Regions from separate parts of the Sus scrofa genome. Here regions 2, 3, 4, 5, 6 and 7 are each linked to region 1. A link is a contact called in public Hi-C, HiChIP or PLAC-seq and promoter capture Hi-C data. All regions are on one chromosome and are shown on one strand. Each heading gives the region's core, a stretch centred on a gene start, on an enhancer-like site or on the middle of the called end of the contact. The rest is flanking DNA. Distances are from core to core; before and after follow the strand shown. Region 1 overlaps LOC100513604 (a long non-coding RNA gene). Region 2 holds the start of RAD51B (DNA repair protein RAD51 homolog 2). Region 3 overlaps RAD51B (DNA repair protein RAD51 homolog 2). Region 4 overlaps RAD51B (DNA repair protein RAD51 homolog 2). Region 5 overlaps RAD51B (DNA repair protein RAD51 homolog 2). Region 6 overlaps RAD51B (DNA repair protein RAD51 homolog 2). Region 7 overlaps RAD51B (DNA repair protein RAD51 homolog 2).

The links. Promoter capture Hi-C pulls out the DNA fragments that hold promoters and counts their contacts. Hi-C and Micro-C count contacts between places; a contact is called where the count stands out from the background. HiChIP or PLAC-seq counts read pairs in DNA pulled down with a chosen protein or histone mark.
Region 2: a contact with region 1 is called in an H3K27ac HiChIP or PLAC-seq map of alveolar macrophages. The contact joins the promoter of RAD51B here to the enhancer-like site in region 1. A contact is called at or near these places in 11 of 47 Hi-C or Micro-C datasets (alveolar macrophages, embryonic fibroblasts, mesenchymal stem cells and 7 more) and 2 of 2 datasets of contacts at active chromatin or transcription factors (alveolar macrophages and skeletal muscle).
Region 3: a contact with region 1 is called in a Hi-C map of liver, with 2.5 times the contacts expected there. The contact joins two enhancer-like sites. A contact is called at or near these places in 1 of 5 promoter capture datasets (liver), 26 of 47 Hi-C or Micro-C datasets (adipose tissue, alveolar macrophages, blood and 15 more) and 2 of 2 datasets of contacts at active chromatin or transcription factors (alveolar macrophages and skeletal muscle).
Region 4: a contact with region 1 is called in an H3K27ac HiChIP or PLAC-seq map of alveolar macrophages. The contact joins two enhancer-like sites. A contact is called at or near these places in 1 of 47 Hi-C or Micro-C datasets (embryonic fibroblasts) and 2 of 2 datasets of contacts at active chromatin or transcription factors (alveolar macrophages and skeletal muscle).
Region 5: a contact with region 1 is called in a Hi-C map of mesenteric adipose tissue, with 2.9 times the contacts expected there. The contact joins two enhancer-like sites. A contact is called at or near these places in 13 of 47 Hi-C or Micro-C datasets (alveolar macrophages, embryonic fibroblasts, fetal heart ventricle and 9 more) and 1 of 2 datasets of contacts at active chromatin or transcription factors (skeletal muscle).
Region 6: a promoter capture Hi-C map of liver shows a contact between it and region 1, with 5 times the contacts expected there. The contact joins two enhancer-like sites. A contact is called at or near these places in 1 of 5 promoter capture datasets (liver), 8 of 47 Hi-C or Micro-C datasets (embryonic fibroblasts, epiblast stem cells, fetal skeletal muscle and 3 more) and 2 of 2 datasets of contacts at active chromatin or transcription factors (alveolar macrophages and skeletal muscle).
Region 7: a contact with region 1 is called in an H3K27ac HiChIP or PLAC-seq map of alveolar macrophages. The contact joins two enhancer-like sites. A contact is called at or near these places in 1 of 47 Hi-C or Micro-C datasets (embryonic fibroblasts) and 2 of 2 datasets of contacts at active chromatin or transcription factors (alveolar macrophages and skeletal muscle).

The regions. Positions count from the first base shown.
Region 1 is chr7:92,514,580-92,517,193 of Sscrofa11.1, reverse strand. LOC100513604 (a long non-coding RNA gene) reads left to right here. Exons shown (of 2, transcript XR_002345988.1): 2 at 1-690. Among named protein-coding and RNA genes, the nearest start is that of ZFP36L1, 20 kb to the right of the region's middle. Within about 2 kb of position 1,288, at least 42 of the 83 cell types and tissues checked have an H3K27ac peak or open chromatin away from gene starts, as enhancers often do. A contact at or near this core is called in alveolar macrophages, fetal skeletal muscle, liver and 4 more, where this site is marked.
Region 2 is chr7:91,591,080-91,593,693 of Sscrofa11.1, reverse strand. RAD51B (DNA repair protein RAD51 homolog 2) reads right to left here and starts at 1,281. Exons shown (of 12, transcript XM_021099935.1): 1 at 1,205-1,281.
Region 3 is chr7:91,674,232-91,676,845 of Sscrofa11.1, reverse strand. The region is part of intron 8 of RAD51B (DNA repair protein RAD51 homolog 2); the gene reads right to left. Among named protein-coding and RNA genes, the nearest start is that of RAD51B, 83 kb to the right of the region's middle. Within about 2 kb of position 1,280, at least 25 of the 83 cell types and tissues checked have an H3K27ac peak or open chromatin away from gene starts, as enhancers often do. A contact at or near this core is called in fetal skeletal muscle, liver, omental adipose tissue and 1 more, where this site is marked.
Region 4 is chr7:91,761,542-91,764,155 of Sscrofa11.1, reverse strand. All of the region lies in intron 8 of RAD51B (DNA repair protein RAD51 homolog 2), which reads right to left. Among named protein-coding and RNA genes, the nearest start is that of RAD51B, 170 kb to the right of the region's middle. Within about 2 kb of position 1,280, at least 1 of the 83 cell types and tissues checked has an H3K27ac peak or open chromatin away from gene starts, as enhancers often do. A contact at or near this core is called in alveolar macrophages, where this site is marked.
Region 5 is chr7:91,789,787-91,792,400 of Sscrofa11.1, reverse strand. All of the region lies in intron 8 of RAD51B (DNA repair protein RAD51 homolog 2), which reads right to left. Among named protein-coding and RNA genes, the nearest start is that of RAD51B, 200 kb to the right of the region's middle. Within about 2 kb of position 1,295, at least 1 of the 83 cell types and tissues checked has an H3K27ac peak or open chromatin away from gene starts, as enhancers often do. A contact at or near this core is called in mesenteric adipose tissue, where this site is marked.
Region 6 is chr7:91,861,596-91,864,209 of Sscrofa11.1, reverse strand. The region is part of intron 8 of RAD51B (DNA repair protein RAD51 homolog 2); the gene reads right to left. Among named protein-coding and RNA genes, the nearest start is that of RAD51B, 270 kb to the right of the region's middle. Within about 2 kb of position 1,294, at least 22 of the 83 cell types and tissues checked have an H3K27ac peak or open chromatin away from gene starts, as enhancers often do. A contact at or near this core is called in fetal skeletal muscle and liver, where this site is marked.
Region 7 is chr7:91,921,872-91,924,485 of Sscrofa11.1, reverse strand. All of the region lies in intron 8 of RAD51B (DNA repair protein RAD51 homolog 2), which reads right to left. Among named protein-coding and RNA genes, the nearest start is that of RAD51B, 330 kb to the right of the region's middle. Within about 2 kb of position 1,280, at least 38 of the 83 cell types and tissues checked have an H3K27ac peak or open chromatin away from gene starts, as enhancers often do. A contact at or near this core is called in alveolar macrophages, where this site is marked.

The DNA of each region.
Region 1 (2,614 bases), core at 39-2,538:
GGATCCCAGACAAGCGTGTATCCAAGTGTCCTATGGTGTTGCTCACAGCATGCAGTGCAGCTTCTTCACAGGCTGCCAGTCTCCAAGCCGGGTCAAGGACAAGCAGGCTGGAGCAGAATCCAAGTAGTCACCCCTTTCAGGCCCTCTCCACGTGAGGACTTTGCCATTCAAGGAGCCAGAGGACTTGCTGGGCCCGCTGCCCCTGTGGTCTTATACCTGATCTGGTTCATACATTGATCTTGGCTCTCTGTGATTGGGTACTTCTCAGCTTCCAGAATATTCTTGCTTCTAAATATCAGCCCTTCAAGGTCCAGCTTAAATATCAGCTCCACCAGGAAGCCTTCCTCCATACTCCCCTCTTTGTTTTCAGCAGCGCCTGTCTTTTCCGTCCCTGCCCACCTGTAGTGCCAGTTGGCCTCTGCTGTGGAACTCTCCTCTTTTCTTCTCTGCACCCTCCCCCCACTGAATTGTGGGCACCTGGAGGGTGGGGACAGTGTGACGGTGGTCTTTGCATCCCCCATGGTGCCTTGCACAAGTGGGTCATTCCAGAAAGGGTGGTTGCAAGAGAATCATGAAATTATTGAATGGGTTTTGGTGTTGTAAACAACTTCCCAAACATTTTGAACCTTGAGCAAAGAAACATGTAATGGTGTTTTCTTAAGCCCTGTCATGGAATCCTTTTGTGTGTTTAATTGCTTTGTTATTTTTAATGGAAACGTCTGGGTGCCATAGGAACAAAAACCATGGGTCCAAGCTCTACCAAGGGGACGAACCACAGGGCTCCACACTGTGTGGCCTTGGGGTCGGAGCCTGTGACATGGGATGGCAGGCAGCAGGCCAGTCCCCAAGGAGCAGCCAGCCAAGGAAGGCCTGTGCCTCTGGCTGGGTTTGAGGTCATGATTTCAGGCTGAGATCTCAGGATGAGGTAGAAAAGAAGGTGCCTGGAGAGTCTTGGAGAAGGCCAAAGCTCAAGGAAGACTCTTTTTTTTCTTTTCCTTTTAAAAGAAAAAGCCAGCGTGCCCCATGAAGGACTCCAGAAAACCCCTTTCATGCCTCACTCACAGATGATTTGCTGAAGGCTCATTAAGGGGAAAACAAAGAGGTGGTTTTGTTTATTTATTTAAGAGGAAAAATAAATGAGCTGTGACAAAACAATTTGAAATCAGGCCCCTCTGAGACCTGGGCTTTCACTTCCTTGATGGGAAGTAAAACAGAGAATCGAATCCCCCTCCAAATAAAAGTGAAGTTAATAATCAGACAGCTCGAGCCCTGGCCACATCCTGTGGCAGCTCCCTCCCTCCCTCGGCTCACTGTTTATAGCTGCAGAGCCGCCCTCGGGAGCCCAAAGTGGCTTAACTCTTTCCTCCCCATCCCTCTGCATCCCAGGGAAGCCCAGCGCTGCTCTGAGGCTGGCAGGCTCCTCACACCCTCTGGTGCAGGCCTGGCCTCTGCAAGCTGGCCTTCCCCAGGCCTGCCCAGGGACAGGGGGCTGGAGAGGGGGTGTGCTGTCCCTACAGGACGGCCAGCCTGCCTCTCAGCCTCTGGCTGAAGAGTTTTAACAAGCCCAGCTTAGATCTGAGTGGTGTCTTCTGCTTGTCCTGCACAAAACCCACAGTGGGCTCAGGAGGGCTGGACTGGGTACCTCCTTCCTGCTCCACCTCTCCAGGGACACCCTAGTGAAACCCACTCCAGACACAGGGCCTCTGCTCCAGGCAGCCTCCACAGCCCGATGGGCTCTGTGAACTGCATTCTGATGGAAAGAAGCCCAGACCTTTGGGGCTTTGGGCTGTGCTGTGAGCAGCGCTCTGCCTGGTTCTAAGCTGCGGTCTACGAACATTTGAACATGTGAAGGCCTTTTCTTCAAATGCTTTCCCACACTGTAACTCACTGCTCTTGGAAGCAGTTGTTACCCTCATTTTACAGAACAGGAAATGGGGGCACAGAGGGTTAAGTACCTGCCCGGTGTCACAGAGCTGGTAAATAGCTGAGCTGGGATTTGAACCCAAGCATTGTGGCTCCAAAGCCACGGCTCCTAGCCCAGCACTCAAGGTCTCCCCACAGAGACTGCTTTCTCCCCTGGAGCTGGGGGTGGGGGGCTTTCTGCAAGCTTGGAATAATCCCACACTTGGATTTCAAAGGTCCCCAAGCCTAAGGACTTTTGAGAACCTTAGAACTTTGTCTTGGGCTCCCCCACCCCGCTTTCTGTTTCTTGCTTGGGATGAAGGCACAGAAAACATGCCCAGGGGTTCAGTGGGTGGTGGAATGAGCAGATGTGCAGCAGGCGAGGACGAGACAAACCTTTCATCTGCTTGGGAGGAGGTTCTAGAGCAAGAACCCAAAGAAAGTAGACCTGGACTCCTCTCCAGTCCCTGCCAGCCCTGTAGCCTGTGGGTCCCTCACCTGAAGTCACACTGGCTTCCGGCTGAAGCTTGTCTTGCAGGAAGCTACTCACAGTTGCCTGTGGGCAAGTGGCAAAAACTTATGAGCTGGCTCAGTGGGCAGTCTGCCTCTCTGGGGTCTCTCCCTCTGCATGCCCTGGCTACTTAGCTTTGTTTTTGGAAGCATGTCTGTTGCCAAGTCCCCTTTGGTGGGTGCCTCTGACCCTGGAGGGTGT
Region 2 (2,614 bases), core at 32-2,531, 920 kb after region 1:
TCCTTTAAAACTGCCCATGGTTCCCTGAGACCACAAGATAAATTCCACACTTCTTAATGATGGCCTAAAGAGTCTTCATAAACTGGTCCCTCACTTCCCTCTCATTCCTATTTCAGAGTGCAAGGCCCAAACCCTGGCATTTCTTGCAAAGTCACTTGCTTCCCAACATCTTAGTTTCCTCATCTGAAAAACAAGCACAATTCAAATATCTGCTCCACAGGAATGCAATGAAGGTTAAAGGATGTGGATGGTGCATGGCATGTGGAGACCAAGGCTGAGTCATTATCAATTCCTTAAGCAAAACAGCAATTGCTGTCTCACCTGACCTGCCTTCCAGCCATAACATTGATAGGTTACACAAGCACCATTCTGCCTTCCTGACTTTCTTCCACAAAGACTTGCCACAACTTAGTCTCTTCCCCTCCAATGTTCTCATTCTACTGTGAGCACATTTGTCCAATAATCTTATTAACGTATTGTTATGGCTTGCATGCTTATTTCTTCAACCAGAAACTGAATTCCTGCTCTGCTTGTGCGTGCACGCGCATGTAAATGAGGGGGTGAAGGAAGACATTCAATCCTGGAAACTGAATCCTCTCATTTAAAAAAAAAAACCTCACGTTAGACGGTCAATGGAAACTGTGAATTAACAATAAGATATATTTCTTGAGCCCTTATTAGGCGCCATTGTAAACCCAGTTTACAGATTAAGAATAATGAGGCACTTAATTGAATCACTTGAGCAAATTCTAACAACTAGCACACGGTGGAGTCCGCGCATTCGAAACCAGGAATCTGACTGCAGATCCCATGCTATTAAATACCTCTTCTTCAACGTCACCTGAAGATAGGCAGAACACTAAACGTCCTTTAATGACGAGCTCCCCTACCTAGACCTCAAACTACCTGCAATTGCGAAGATGGATGGACATCAAGAAGCGAAATCATCATCCCAGAACCCCCTAAAAGAGCTGCTCCCAACAAGGTGCAGCTTCCCAGCATCGCTCACAAAAGAAGGCCGGACGCCTTCACATACGCGGCGGGTCTCAAGTTAAGATCCCTAAGGACCTAAGGGGGCGTGCCCTGTAGCCAAGAGTGACTCTCTGCTCCCCTAATAGGAACACCAGGGGTACAGAAAGCGAGCAGAAAATAATGACCGCACCCCACTTCCCCGAACCGCCCGCCACATGAAACTTTCCAGTACCGGGTCTGCAGCATCCAACTTTCAAAGTTTCCCCTACCCCTCACACAGTTCCCGGTGGAAAGTGACGCGAAGCAACAACCGAAATGCTGGTTGGGCCATCCGCCTGCCAAGCATCCAATCAAAGGTAGGCACAGGCCCAGGTCGACTCCGCTGCTTGCTGGGAATTGTAGTTCTATGAAATAAATCTACGAATCCCAATTTCCCAATACAGTGGTTATCAAAATCCGGTGGAGAGAGAGTTCCCTTGTGATGCAGAGGGATTAAGGATCCAGCATTGTCACTGCAGCGGCTCTAGTGGTTACTGTGGCGAGGATTCCATCCCTGGCCCAGGAACTTCCACCGTTGGGGGGCGGGGGGGGTGCGCGGAATCCAGTAGAGGGAACATCAGATCAGTAAGAAGAGTATGAAGACTGGAATTTTTCTTTTATTTCTTTTGTCACTACATATAAAAATTTGCATAATGGATCAAAGAGACGTTATTTTTCTGGGCGTAGATGAGAATCCTCCAATCATAGAAGAGATTTTGCAAAAGAGCCTTTGATTTGTTTCGGTTTACTTTTCCACCACTCTTTGGTGGTGAAATAGTTTGGAAAATGCTGAATGAAAATGCTCAAACCAAAAGCACGTAATGGGGAAATGTAAGAGTCTATAGTTGAAGAAAAACGTGAAGGAAACCAAATCAAAGGTTCAATGTAAAAGCAACTGTAATTAGGAAATCGTTACTTTTTAAGAGTCAGTTTCAGATTATTGTATTTGAGAGAGGCTTTTGCTCACTCTTTGCTCTCATCTCCTTTGTGCATACCTCTATCTTATAATTTAGCCCACTGCATCCTAATTATTGACCTGCACCCCTCACTAAACTTGTGAGCGCCTTGAGGACAGGGACCGCATCTTATTCAGCTTCTAAAGTAGGGCCAGGCACACATATCAATTAACAGTTGTCGGGTAAATGAGCAAATGAATGAAGTTAGGCAGAAGAAAATGGGAATTCAAAACGTAGGGTTCTGGGATTATAAGAGGGCCCAAGTGTTTGTTGCAATAATGGAGAAGGACTGGTTTCCCTGCTCTGAGTATCCCCAGGGCGTGGCAAAGCACTATCACAGGTTGGCGCTCAGTAAACGCTGAGTTCAAACTAGAAAGAAAAGAGAAGGAAAAAAAATCAAGGCATACAGCTATTCCTAACACTTGCTCCACCGAATGCAGAATGGAACCTGTCAAGCGGAATAGCTGTCAAAACTGTGAGGGATGGTCCTGAGCCAGGTGATAACCTCTTTCCTAGCTACCTAGCTTTCGCTAGTCGCTAGAGGTGGTGTCACGTGACCAAAACAAATATGGCGCTTTATTTGCATCTTTTCCCTCCATTGACCAATACGAGTAGGCAGTAGGCGTTGTCCTCGTCATTCCCGCCCC
Region 3 (2,614 bases), core at 31-2,530, 840 kb after region 1:
AAAGAAAATTAGTTTCGCCTCTTTAACTTATATTTAAAATTTATCGAGTTTGATCATTCATCTTACTCCCATACTTTGTTCTAAGTGACCAGTGGCTACACAAAAAAATCTAAAATAACCTAAAAAATAAAGACATGCCACCCTAGAAAACAGTCGGAAGGAGGAGCTATCCCCGCCCCCCCAAAAAAGTGCATAAAATGACTATATAATCTTCCATGACCATTTGAGGGAAACAGCATTTATTTGGCTATACCACTGCTGGCATTAGCAAAGAAACTTTGACATCACTTGGAAATTACTACTATCCCCACAGTAGTTTTCCTCTTCTATATATCAAAATGTTCTTTGTCCTAAATCTTCCTTTCACAAGAAGAATCAAAGCCAAGTCCTTTATAGGGGATGCCACAGTCTTCCTCTTGGAAGACCTGGCAGTCTTTGTAACTTCAATGTACTGGTGTTATTCCTGCTACTTCACATAAACCTTCACTTCAAGTTTGGTGTGTCTGCTACCACATTGCCCAATTCTTCCACTCTTCCAAATACTATGAAGAAGCTTCCCAGAAATCCCTGTTTGGATCAGCAAAAACAATTTGGTGTCATCAGCAGATTTCACCATTTCCGTTTGGAGTCATTAAAACATTAAACAAGCATGATCTTGGTATCAATCCTTGGAGTCCTACTATTAACCTCTCTCCAGCTTGAAGCCAAGCCATTCTCTGCTATGTTGTGATTCCCATCAGAGGATCGAGATGTGTTTATTTGCTAAAAGTTTAAACTTTGATGGATATTTTTTAACTGAAAGTTGCAAAATGCGTTACGAAAGTAAAGGGGAAAAGTTCCCAAAGGAAAGGCCAAAGAAACCAGCAAAGAGAAACAGCTTCTACTTGAGCAGTCTTATCCAAGCACTCAAACCACTTCATATTCAACTGATTCTAAAACCTCAACTGAATTTCGACTTTTGCCCTCCAACTATTTACTTCTTTTATAATCATAGGAGAAGCCTTATTAAGCACATTTGAAAATTCTCTATCAGATATAACTAGCAGGTCTAACTACTTTATTAGCTCTTTCCCCTTTTTATTACAATTGAAGGGGAAAAAGCAAACAGTCCTTACTCGGAAAGTGAAAAAGCAAACAGCTTCCTCCTCAATTGGGTCTGTGCTCTAAGAGAAATCATTCTTTCTTTTATTCAAGTGCAAATCTGTTTGAAGCTTTCATTCTGCTTTCCCAGCCTGCTCTCTGCAGCTGCATAAAAGATGAGACATGGGAATGAAAGAAAACTAGGTTGGAGCCAAAAAGCAATACTGTCCATATGCAAACTCACTCATCGAGCAGCAAGGCTTCTGTACATCCCATCTCACTTTTTCCATTCCAGCAGAATCCTAGCCAAAAGGAGGTACTGTACTATACCTGTCCAATCCTATTTGAAACAACATCTCAAAGGTAATCAGGGGATAGACAGGGTTACTAGACGCCCGCCCTTCCTCAGTCCTGATACAGCCCCTGAAGTGTTCTTAGGATCAACCTTTAGCTCTAAACTGAATGGATTGGGGCAGGATCAAGGGAATGAAGGGAAAGACCTTCACAGGTCATCATCATCTTATCATCTTAAGATGCTTATGGTGCAAGAGAGTGGCAGAGGCACAGCACAGTAAGCAGAATTTACTTCACCTATCTTAGCTCATGCAAAATCAAGGCCAAAATCTCCTCCTCCCCCCAAAAAGCTAAATCTGCTATACACTTTAAGAAAGTCTGGCAGCCCCTTAGCCTCCTTGCAAGGGTGTCAGGTAACCTTAATCCCAGCAATCTACTCAGGCCAGCAGTAAAACACACAACTGAAAAAATTCACATCAAAATCAAACTCTGCTGGGATCAGAAGGGTATTCTCATGGTTTTTCACTCAGATGTCATTATAACTCCACGTTATTTTTAATACTGTTCTTTGGATTTTGCCCCACACAGAATTCCCAAGTCACAAGAGGATCATGAACAATGTCCAGATGTATAAAATGCAAAAGTACTTCCCTCCTACTTGTGGATTCCAAGATAAACACCATAAGAAGCACGTGTGACTAAACTCAGAGCCCATTCCAAATTAAATACTGCATCATGTGCACAGTGTAGGACTTAAAAAACAAAACTGCATAAATATTCTACACGGTTCATAAGCCAGACTTGGGCAAGCACATGACCACATTGCAAAAAGGAAACATGAATTGGGGAGTAGGGGTAAAGGGTGAGAAAAGTCTCAGTCACAGCCTTTCCCAGAAAATCGGTGCTATTTTCAGTTAACACTTGTATAATATGGGACATAGATGAAAGAAGAATATTTTTCTTTGTTTCTTTTTTCCTACTGATGGCTTTCAATTCTAAAACCACCCAGCAAATAGGAAAACCCTTCCAGTATTTCAAAATCCCTAGCACAAACATCCCATGCACAAACATCATTAAATACACACACACACACACACACACACACACACACACACGCACAAGTAATGAATACTTAAATGTCTGGCTGGCCAGTGCAGACAGAATCCTTTTGACCTATAAACTGGGTTCTAGACAGAGTACATGGAACCTTGGGGAACACAGAAACAGGGCATTCAGGTCG
Region 4 (2,614 bases), core at 31-2,530, 750 kb after region 1:
ATTTTAAAAAGACAAAAACTCTTCCTTAAGGATGACAAAAACATAATCAGTATCAACTACGTTCGATAATGAAGCTTTCATAAATAACTGTAAACGGAATTCCCGTCGTGGCAGAGCGGAAACAAATCTGACTAGGAACCATGAGGTTGCGTGTTCAATCCCTGGCCTCGATCGGTGGGTTAAGGATCCAGCACTGCTGTGAGCTGTGGTGTAGGTTGCAGACGCAGCTAAGATCTGGCCTTGCGGTGGCTCTGGTGTACGCCGGCAGCTACAGCTCTGATTGGACTCCTAGCCGGGGAACCTCCATATACCGCAGATGTGGCCCTAAAAAAAAGACAAAAGACAAAAAAATTAAAAAATAACCGTAAAGAAGATGCATCTTAGCCAGCAGGTTCTCTTCACCCAGATCTTTCCAGAGCGTCTATTCTTCCCTGTCAGGGATGACTTAGCCCCATCGGCTACTTAGGCTCAAGGTTGATGGGGAAGGAGAGGATTATCAACCCATCAATAGGGTCCCCCTTTGCTGTCTCCATGTGTGCAACAGCCGGTGAGGGGCTGTGAAGGGTCAAAAAGGTTTTAAGCCATAGCCCTCTGCCCTCCTAATGCTTTCTATTTAGCTTGTTGGAGAACAAGACAGTTCAGTGGGCTTCACTATATTTTTGACTGAACCATTAGAAGACTACATGATTTAGACTCAACTTTTAGTTGAAAAACTTTGCAAAATTGTCCATGAAAATGTCATCCAAATATAGCTGGGAGACTGAATGAAAATTGGCAGCCGTGCTGATGTTAAGTGGCTTTTTACACTCACAAGCATCCAAATGGAGGGGAAAAAAATTCCTGTTTGTAGTACCGAATTAAAAACAAACATTAAAAGATTTTAAAATGAGGAAATGTGTGAAGATAGAAAAATAAGAGCATGTGTTGAAAAGGAGTCTTATTAGTTTCCACATCTACTTATGTTTAAAGATACAGTCAAAGCAAAATACAGGAATACCATATGCAGCTCTAAACGCTACCAAATGTTGTGACATAGGGTGGGTTTCTCCTCGCTACATTAATTAACAACAACTTTTAACAAAATTTTGCTGAGTGTCTACCATCGGTCAGGCACTCTATTAGAGACACAGTGATGAACAGGACATGGCTCCTGCCTTGAGGGATCTTGAGAGGAGAAAGGAGCTATCATGTAACAAACACCACGACCAAAGGATAATTACGGAACAGACCACGCCTGCAGGAAGGCCCATTAGAGGAAGTAAAATTTAGGTTGAGAACAGAAGGCTAAGCAAGAAAGAGGGATGATGAAAGAGGCCATGGAACAGTATGTGAAACTGCTCAGAGGCAAGAAAGAGCTGAAGCAAATGAAAAGAAATTAAATTCAACAGGGCTAGGGCATGGACGAGGGGAACCACAGTACAAATTAAGCCAAAGAGATAAGTAGGACTTGATCCAGAAGGGTTCTGCTCTAAGGTCAATAAAAAGTCACTGGCATGTCTAGAAAGGGGAATACAATTCTCAGCTTTGCATTTTTAGAAGATCACTCAATCTACAGTGTGGAATACAGAATAGCATGGTACCAGCAAGCATCATCACAATCTTGTGAGAGTCAATAGCTCTTTGGACTGGAGTGGTGGCATCTAAGGAAAAAGAGATGTGGAAAAATTGAGGAAATTTTCTTTTTTTTTTCTTTTTTTTTTTTTTTTACTTTTTAGGGCTGCACCCATGGCCTATGGAGGTTCCAATCAGAGCCACTGCCACCAGCCTACACCACAGCCTCAGCAACACAGGATCCAAGCCGAATCTGCAACCTACACCACAGCTCACGGCAACGCCGGATCCTTAACCCACTGAGTGAGGCCACGGATCAAACCCACTGGCCTCATGGATGCTAGTCTGGTTCGTTCACCGCTGAACCACGACGGGAACTCTGAAATGTTTAGAATTCCACTTCGTGGTGGAAGGAAGAAGAAGAAGGGGACAAAGCTACCTCTCAGGTCTTTGACTTGAACCACTGCAAGCTGAAGTCACTGTAGGCAGAACAGGCTTGGAGAGGCTAAGCAATAATAACGAGATTAGGATTAGGATTGGGAATAAAATCTGAAACATTTTGGAAGCCAGGGTGAAGTGGGTTCAAAACGAGTAGTAGGTAAAAACTGGGGAAGAGCTGTGATGAGGAAGAGAAAAAGAGAGAACTAAGTATATCATTTAAATACAATATTATTTATTTATTTATTTATTTATTTATTTATTTATTTTTGCTTTTTAGGGCCGCACTCTCGGCATATGGCGGTTTCCAGCCTAGGGGTCTAATTGGAGTTACAGCTGCCAGCCTACACCACAGCCACAGCAACATCAGATCCGAGCCTCATCTGCGACCTACACCACAGCTCACGGCAACACCAGATCCTTAACCCACTGAGCGAGGCCAGGGATCAAACCTGCAACCTCATGGTTCCTAGTTCGGATTTGTTTCCGCAGCACCATGACGGGAACTCCAACCACAATAATTTTTTAAAGTGAGCTTAATAAATTTAGGAACCGGAAGAAAGGAAGTTCGTTATAATACAAAGACCTTTCTTTTGAACATTTCCTTTGTACCAACCATAAAGCT
Region 5 (2,614 bases), core at 46-2,545, 720 kb after region 1:
TGCTAACTCCTGAAATCAGACCCATTTTCTAAGAGAACAGCTAAATGCCCCCCTTTCCACAGAGCCTTTTCTGATCCTCCCGGAGTGATTTGTTTTTCCTTTTCCTTTGAACTTTGGGAATGCTTACCCCAACTTCTATCCCACCTTCAATATGTAAACTTTATCAGTTCTTTGCGAACCTCTCTTATCTTCCCTTCCAGATCTTAAGATCCCGGAGGGTGGAAATCAGGGTTTCTCAGACGCTCCCTGAGTGCACAGTACTTTGGTCTGCACCTACAAGGCATTCTCACAATGCTAAATGAGTATGCCTGCCATGTGAGTAAACAAAATATATTAAATCACCTTTGTGCCACAGTCTAATGCTTTTTCTATTTTTTGCTATCTTCTTTCTTTTAGGAACATGCTATACATTGCCTGAAGAATTAATCATCTGAAAATATTAATGTTATGCCTCACATCAGATGTGAATTCAAAATTCTCTATTATCACTCTTGTCTTAAATGCTTTCCCCTTAATTAAACACCAAACCCTCCTACCCTGTTGGTGGGAATGTAGGTTGGTGCTGCCACTATGCAGTCAAATGCTATACCACTGGGCTATACGCTGACTGGTGCAGCCACTATGGAAAACAGTATGGAGGTTCCTTAAAAAACTAAAAATATTATCCAAGAATCCCACTCCTGGGCATATATCCGGGAGACAAAACTCTAATTCAAAAAGATACATGCACCCCACTGTTCAGAGCAGCACTATTTACAATCGCCAAGACATGGAAACAACCCAACTGCCCTTCAGTAGACAACTGGCTTAAGACATGGAATGTGGAAACAACAGAATATTGCTCAGCCATAAAAAACATTAAATACTGCCATTTACAGGACTTGAATGGATCTAGAAAATATTACACTTAATGAAGACAGATAAAGACAAATATTGTGTGCCATCAGTTACATATGGAATATAAAAAATACAAATGAATCTACATACAAAACTCATAGACACAGAAAACAAGAAAAACACACATATATTTATCTGTGTATGTATATATATATATATATGCATATATAACTGAATCACTTTGTTACACATCTAATCTTAACACGATATCAATTATACTTTCAAAAAAAAATCTAGGATGGGATTGTTTTGGATTTGGAGTGGGCTCTACAGCCAGAGACCAGTGCCCTTATAAAAGAAAGGAGAGGGAAATCTGAAACATAGAAAGACAGGGAGCAGGCAGAGGTCAGCAAGATTGGAGCTATGAAGCTACAAGCCAAGGAATGCCAAGGACTGCCAGCTGTCACTAGAAGCTAGGAGCAAACCATGGAATTGAGTTTCTCTCAGAGCTTCCAGAAGGAAATCAAGCCTCCCAACACACTGATTTTGAAATTCTGGACTCTAGAACTGTGAGAAAATAAATTTCTGTTATTTTAAGCCAAAAAAAAAAAAATACACTATTATCTTTCTAGAAAAATAGAAAATCAGGAATGCTAACTTAAAAGCTTTGGGGAGTAAGGCAAAGCATAGAATTAAATACCTTTTCCTGGAATAATAAAAGCACACTAAATTATTAAAAAGGAAAAAAGAAAATCAGGAAAAGTGAAAAGAATTTTTAAAATTACATCTATTATTATATCCAGAAGAAAGTCTAACATTTTTCTGTATTCCCTTCCATATTTCATGTCAGGCATTATCAACACAGTTTAAGACCTCAACTGTATGTACAATTTTGCAAAATGTCCCCTTAATTATGTGTCCTCATACCATTACAAATTCTTTGCAAACATGATATCCTTTCCTGTAACTGAATAATCATTCTAATTCTCGTAACATCACGTTGTTTTCAAATTTCACTATTTTAACTATGACAATGAATGCTTTTCTACATTTCTGATTATTCTTTTGGAATATACTGCAAGTCAACAGATTGATTTCGCCCGCTCAAAGGAAGGAATGTTATTTAGAAAATAACATACATTAGATTATTATAAAAATTGCACATGATCTCCAAAAAAATTTAATACAGAAAATGTAAAATAAAAATCACTTACAAGTCTTCTCTCTCAAATATTTGAAATAGTGTGTGTGGTTTATTTTCCTCTCTTATTTAATAATCACTATAGCAGAAACATTTTAAAATATTAAAATTTTACAAACACTTTAATGACTTCATAATACTATATAACATTATATAAATACACAATAACATATTTAATCACTGAAATATTTGGATTGTTTTCTATTTTTAACTTTAAATAATAATGCAGTAAGTATCTTTACATACAAATCTTTAAATATGCATGTATAATTACTTCTTTAAGATAGACTGATAGACTTTCTGTTAATGGAATCCTGATGTCCACAAACTTCCTTTTTCTTTTCTTTTTTAATTTCAAAAACTCCTCATATTATGACACCAAGTTATATTTCAGAAAAGTCGTACCTCTATCTCAATTAGACGTCTACGAGTGTGCCCATAACATACAACGTATTAGGCATCATCTTTAAACAAAAAAATAAATAAATGTTTTAAGCATGCCTTCTAAATATAAGATTTTATTATTTTATATTAACAAACTATTAACACAAATCTATTAATCTTAGGCTTTAGGAA
Region 6 (2,614 bases), core at 45-2,544, 650 kb after region 1:
GTACAAAATACAAAAAAACTACTTCTTCGCTCAAGAGTAAATAAAAAACATTTAATGAAAACCTAATGTATGTAAGTCAGTAGACTGGGCCCGTGAAGGGGATGCAAGTGGACAATACAGGATAGATGTGAGACGACAGGGATAAGCAATACTGATGATGATGAAGTGTCCCTAACTTTGCTGGTGTGGAGAAACGCTCGGAGAATGATTAAACAGGAAGGCAAATTTTAGGTCATGCAGAGCTCTTGCCAGAAAGCTTTAAAAAAAAATGATAAGGTTATAATAGGCCAGAATTTTCAAGAATACAGAAGAAGTCAAACACCAGTTCTTAAAGGTAAATTCTTTTATAATCTCCTCACTTATTAAACTGTGGTAGATTCAATCTCAGGGAGAGGACATGATATTAGGGAAGAGCTAACTCTCAACGGTAGATCACAGGGCACATGTACTCATAGTAGAACTTCTGTAGGAAATGAGGGAAACAACGCAGTCCCAGTACCATCTAATAGTTCTCCTGAGTTTACAGACTTCAGTTGATTGCTCTAAAATTTATCAACCTTGACGCTCTGCCCTTAAGGGCCAAGAATCTCTGGCTGTTATGCCTCGAGTGGAATAAGACTCCTGGGGAAATTCTTTTGCTACCGCAATTATTTCGGCGTGGTTCTGAGCGGGGAGTCCCAGTGCTTGCCAACTTCCTCTGGTTTGATCCCATCTGGATGAACCCAAAATATAGCAAAGCAGCACCTTCTACTTCCTGGTTGTCTTCGATGGTCCAACAGTCTCCCCAAATCATACCTACATTTATTTTTAAGAAACTGCTGTCCTAAGGCTTTGAATCTAATATACAACAGTAGGTAAGAATAGGCCCAAGGAATATCCATTCCATTCCCCACAACTGCTTCACTCTCTTCCACTTTCACCTTACTGAAAAAGCAATCAAGAAATGTGTTTACAGCTTCTTTGTATCTAACCACAGTTATGGACCAAATTATGTGAACTTGAAAGTGCCTCAGCAATGAAGAGTTCCATAAGGAGGAAAGCATATAGCGCCTCTTTCTAGTCGTACTTAACTTCTGTCTAAAATCTAAGCCAAAGCTCTTTCTCCCAAGCCTTCTCTTTATTAAAAAACAGCAAAATTCTTTCTGTCTAGTTTCTCAAGGTCTTTCCATCCACTTCAAGCTTTAAGTGCATTCCAGTCAGGCAACGACATCTATGCAAGCTGAGAGGCCCTCAACTGAAATTCCCCTGAATCACTCCTTCTGAAGCTTCCAAACTCTCCTTTGTTGCTTCTGGCCTTTGCTAATTCAGTCTTAGCTTTTGCTGCCTAACTCACTCCTCCTCCGCATGCTATTGGGTTCAACAGTGTAGTTCTGCTTCCTTTTAACAGGACGATCTTGGGCCCCTTTATGTTACACATAACTTCAACCTGTCCTCCAAAGAAGTGCACGTAATTTCACATGGAAGCTGTTCAACACACAGTTCAATGAGTTTCAGAACACCACTAGATAGTCTCAAAACTATGAATTTAGCATTCTATATAGATTATAGTCTAGATTTATATCCTAGTGTTTGGCTACATAAAAACCAGGGACCAGACCCAAGGACACTCCAGATGTCTTCCTAGGGTGAGGTCAACTTTCACAAAAATTTTTGGACAAGATACACTGCAGCTAAGTACAGATGAAAGCCATAAGGGAAAGGGAAATACATGAATCACTGTCATGGTATAAATAACTTTCAGGAATTCATTTCCAGACAACTCACTCCATTCATACTTTAATGCTAAATTTATGAGAGTACTATTGAATCAGAGAAGCTCATGATCGCCAATTATAAAATACCTATTTTAAATTACTATTCAAATGTATGACATAACATTTCCCTATGATCAGCAGATTTTTACAAAACTAAAAATCTGTTGAACACAATGTGTATACCAGGCACATTATACAGATTATATAATACAGTACTCGTAGTAACCTTCAAGTACTATTGTTATTATTCTCATATACAGAGGAAGAAACAAGAGTCCCGAAAAGCTGTAGTTACTTGTGCGATTTACCCTGCCAGTAGGTGGCAGAACAAGATATTCAAACCCAAATCTGCCTGATTCCCAAACTGCCCGTTCCAGTAAGATGCACTCCCTGTCTGTTGAAGTAGTTATTCCTAGTCTAGTGCTTTGGAAAATTCCTGACACATGGCGTCTGGAGTAGTATAGTGGAAAAACACCACGAACCTAATCTCTGGCAGGTACCTGACCTTGGCCTAAGCCTGTTCCTTTTGCAGGCTTTTTCTTACCTATAAAATGAAGTTTGGGTAGTTAACATCTAAGGGCCCTTCCAGCACCAATGCTTTATCAAACTGTGATTCTATGAATTACAGACAATGCAAAAAATGTGGACTGAGGGAGAGGATGAGTGACAGAAGAGTTAATTAGGCATTAGAAACAGTGTAGCCAACTAAGTCCAGGATGGAGAAAAATAGGCAGAAATGAAAAAAACCTATAGCTTTGTATTATTATAGTCCCAACATGAACAAAAGGACTTTATACAGTACATATAAAGTTAAACAGGATCCTATCATCAAAGAACTTTATCAAACAGACTTGCCTATT
Region 7 (2,614 bases), core at 31-2,530, 590 kb after region 1:
GCAGTACTTTCATGGTTAAAAACTCCAAAACAGTTTGAAAAATAAAAGTTACCTAGTCCAATAACATAAATCCTCTCTACAATATACCCTCACTGGTTGTCTAGCTTACTTTTAAATAACCCCAGTAATGGAAACTCACAGACTCTTGAGGCAACTTTGGACAGCACTATGAGAACAATGTTTAGAGTTCTGATGGCTCAGTGGTAATGAACCAAACTAGTATCCATGAGGATGCAGGGTTCAATTCCTGGCTCTACTCAGTGGGTTAAGGATCCAGTGTTGCCTTGAGCTAGCCACTAGGGATCTGTACGTCGCAGACATGGCTCAGATCCCTAGTGGCTGTGGCTTTGCCATAGGCTGGCAGCTGCAGCTCCAATTCAACCCCTAGCCTGGGAACTTCCATATGCCACAGGTGTGGCCATTAAAAAAAGGCGGCAACAACAACAAGTCTTCACATTATTAACTCAAAATCAGTCTCTGCGTAGCTTCCCCCCATGACCTTAGTTCTATCTCTTGGGCCCCAAAAGACACCCCTCATCCTGCTTCCCCTTAGATACTAAGAGGCCTAACACCAGCTTAGACACTAGGCAAAGCATAACCCTACGTGCATGGCTTTTCTTCTGGGCTAAATATTTTCTAGGATTTATGAGAAGGATGCTGGAAGATGACAGAGAGACACATGCACTTTTTCAAGATGATGGTTCCTGAGATTGAGCCAGAACACCTTGGCCCCTCAATAGTCTTGTCATAGAAGAGTTTACTGCCTTGTTTTAACACTCCCACTTAGAGAAGAAAGCAGGTAGCCAGGCACTCGTGCGGGCTCTAAACATGGAAAACGTCCTGCACACAGGCAGTCAGGCCCCTAGACTAAAAATGGAAGCAGCCCTATATGCAAACAAATCAGAGCTTGGCATTGGCTGAGGAGGGCAGGAGAAAGGGCCAAAGAGAATGTTCTGGGCTGGGCCACTTGTTGATGTTAGACATTCCTACCTAGGAAATGCACCCTGAGCAATGCTTTCATTCTGACCACAGTGCATTAGTCAGATACACAGGCTTCTCAGAGGCAAGATCGAGGAAGACGATGCAAATTTTCAAGTGTGGGAACATTACTGACACGGAACAAGTTTGAGAACTTGAAAGTGAAAGTCACTGGAAAGAGTTTGTTGGTAAAGAATAGAATATGAAAATGAAACAATATTTTAAATGGAGCACACTTCCCATGGCCTTTCATTTCACTCTGTGACTCAAACTGGGAGTTTCTGGGCCATGCAGAATCCTGTTTGGTCAAGTGACCTGCCTACTCTTTTCTGACGGACCTTAGCATAAATATCTGGGGAATTACTCAGTCCACGTCATTGTGATAACGATTACAAGCACATCTGCTTGCTTCTGCAGAGTGCTGTGGAGGTTACAAAGCACTTGCCTGAATATTTTCTCATTTTGCCCTCACACAAACTCTGTGAGGTGGAGATTATTGTCTGTTACAGGTAGGGAGCTGCTTCATGTTCAGGAGGGTTTTATTGTTTGTTTGTCTTGTCTTGTTTTGTTTTATTTTGTCTTGATTTGTTTTCTATGACACTACAGCCGTCAGGACTGCTACCACAGTCCACCCAGTCTTAACCAACTGCAACCAAGACACACCTAAGCATCACCCCACCACCCTTAACTAGCCCAAGGCCTAGTCATCCGAGCGAGCAAGCCCAGGGCTTCGCGTCAACATACACTATGCTGAGTTATCATCCCTAATATCTTTAAAGCAAAACACCCCCGGACAAGACTGTGTTTGCGGCAGTGCTCACCCTCGGGCCCTGGTGTCCTTGATAAGGCAACACAGATACTGGATCACTTTTTATCCGCTTCAGGAAGGACAAATAAACCACTGTGGCTCCATTGTTACCTGGTCTCAACTTTTCCCCGCTATAGAACTAAAGATATTCCTAGAGTGTGTTTCACTCAGATGAATACAGCCTGATGAAATTTCACTGCCAAATAAGGAGAAAGATCATGTGCTACATTCCCTGGAGCTGTATTATAGCCTGGCAAGCAGCTTCCTGCAATACCCATTTTAAAAGATTAGCAGGAGGAAGAAAACCAAGGTTACAATAAAAGAGTCATTACTAAAAGTTCTCAGGATAATTCCTTTCTTTGAAGCCTAAACACACAGCAAGCATCTTCTAACACGATGGTAGTAGTTACAGCAGGAGTATTCAAAGGGCAGGGGAGCCCTGAGGGTATTGAGTATTTTTCCGTCATTTTCTCCACGGTAGATTTAAAGGAGACTCTCACATTTTTTCAGACCGAAATCATCTCTCTCCTTGTCCTCACTTCAGTTCTTTCAAATGCTGAAGAGCAATGAAATGAAGGAGACAGAAAAACCTGTTTCGGTGCGCTTGGAAAACCTTGCGTTTTTGAAGGGAATCTTCAGGGGAGGGACCACTTGCCCTGAGGGAGAACCAGTGAAGCTCTGAAAACACAAGACCCTGGAAACCAGAGAGGCCACCCATCAGAGACCACTCAGAGATGGTCAGCAGCGGTTGCTGCACACTCGGCCACTCCCCTGAGCTCAGGAAGGACGACCAGCAGTTCTCCAGTGCCCTGTGCACCTCACAGCACC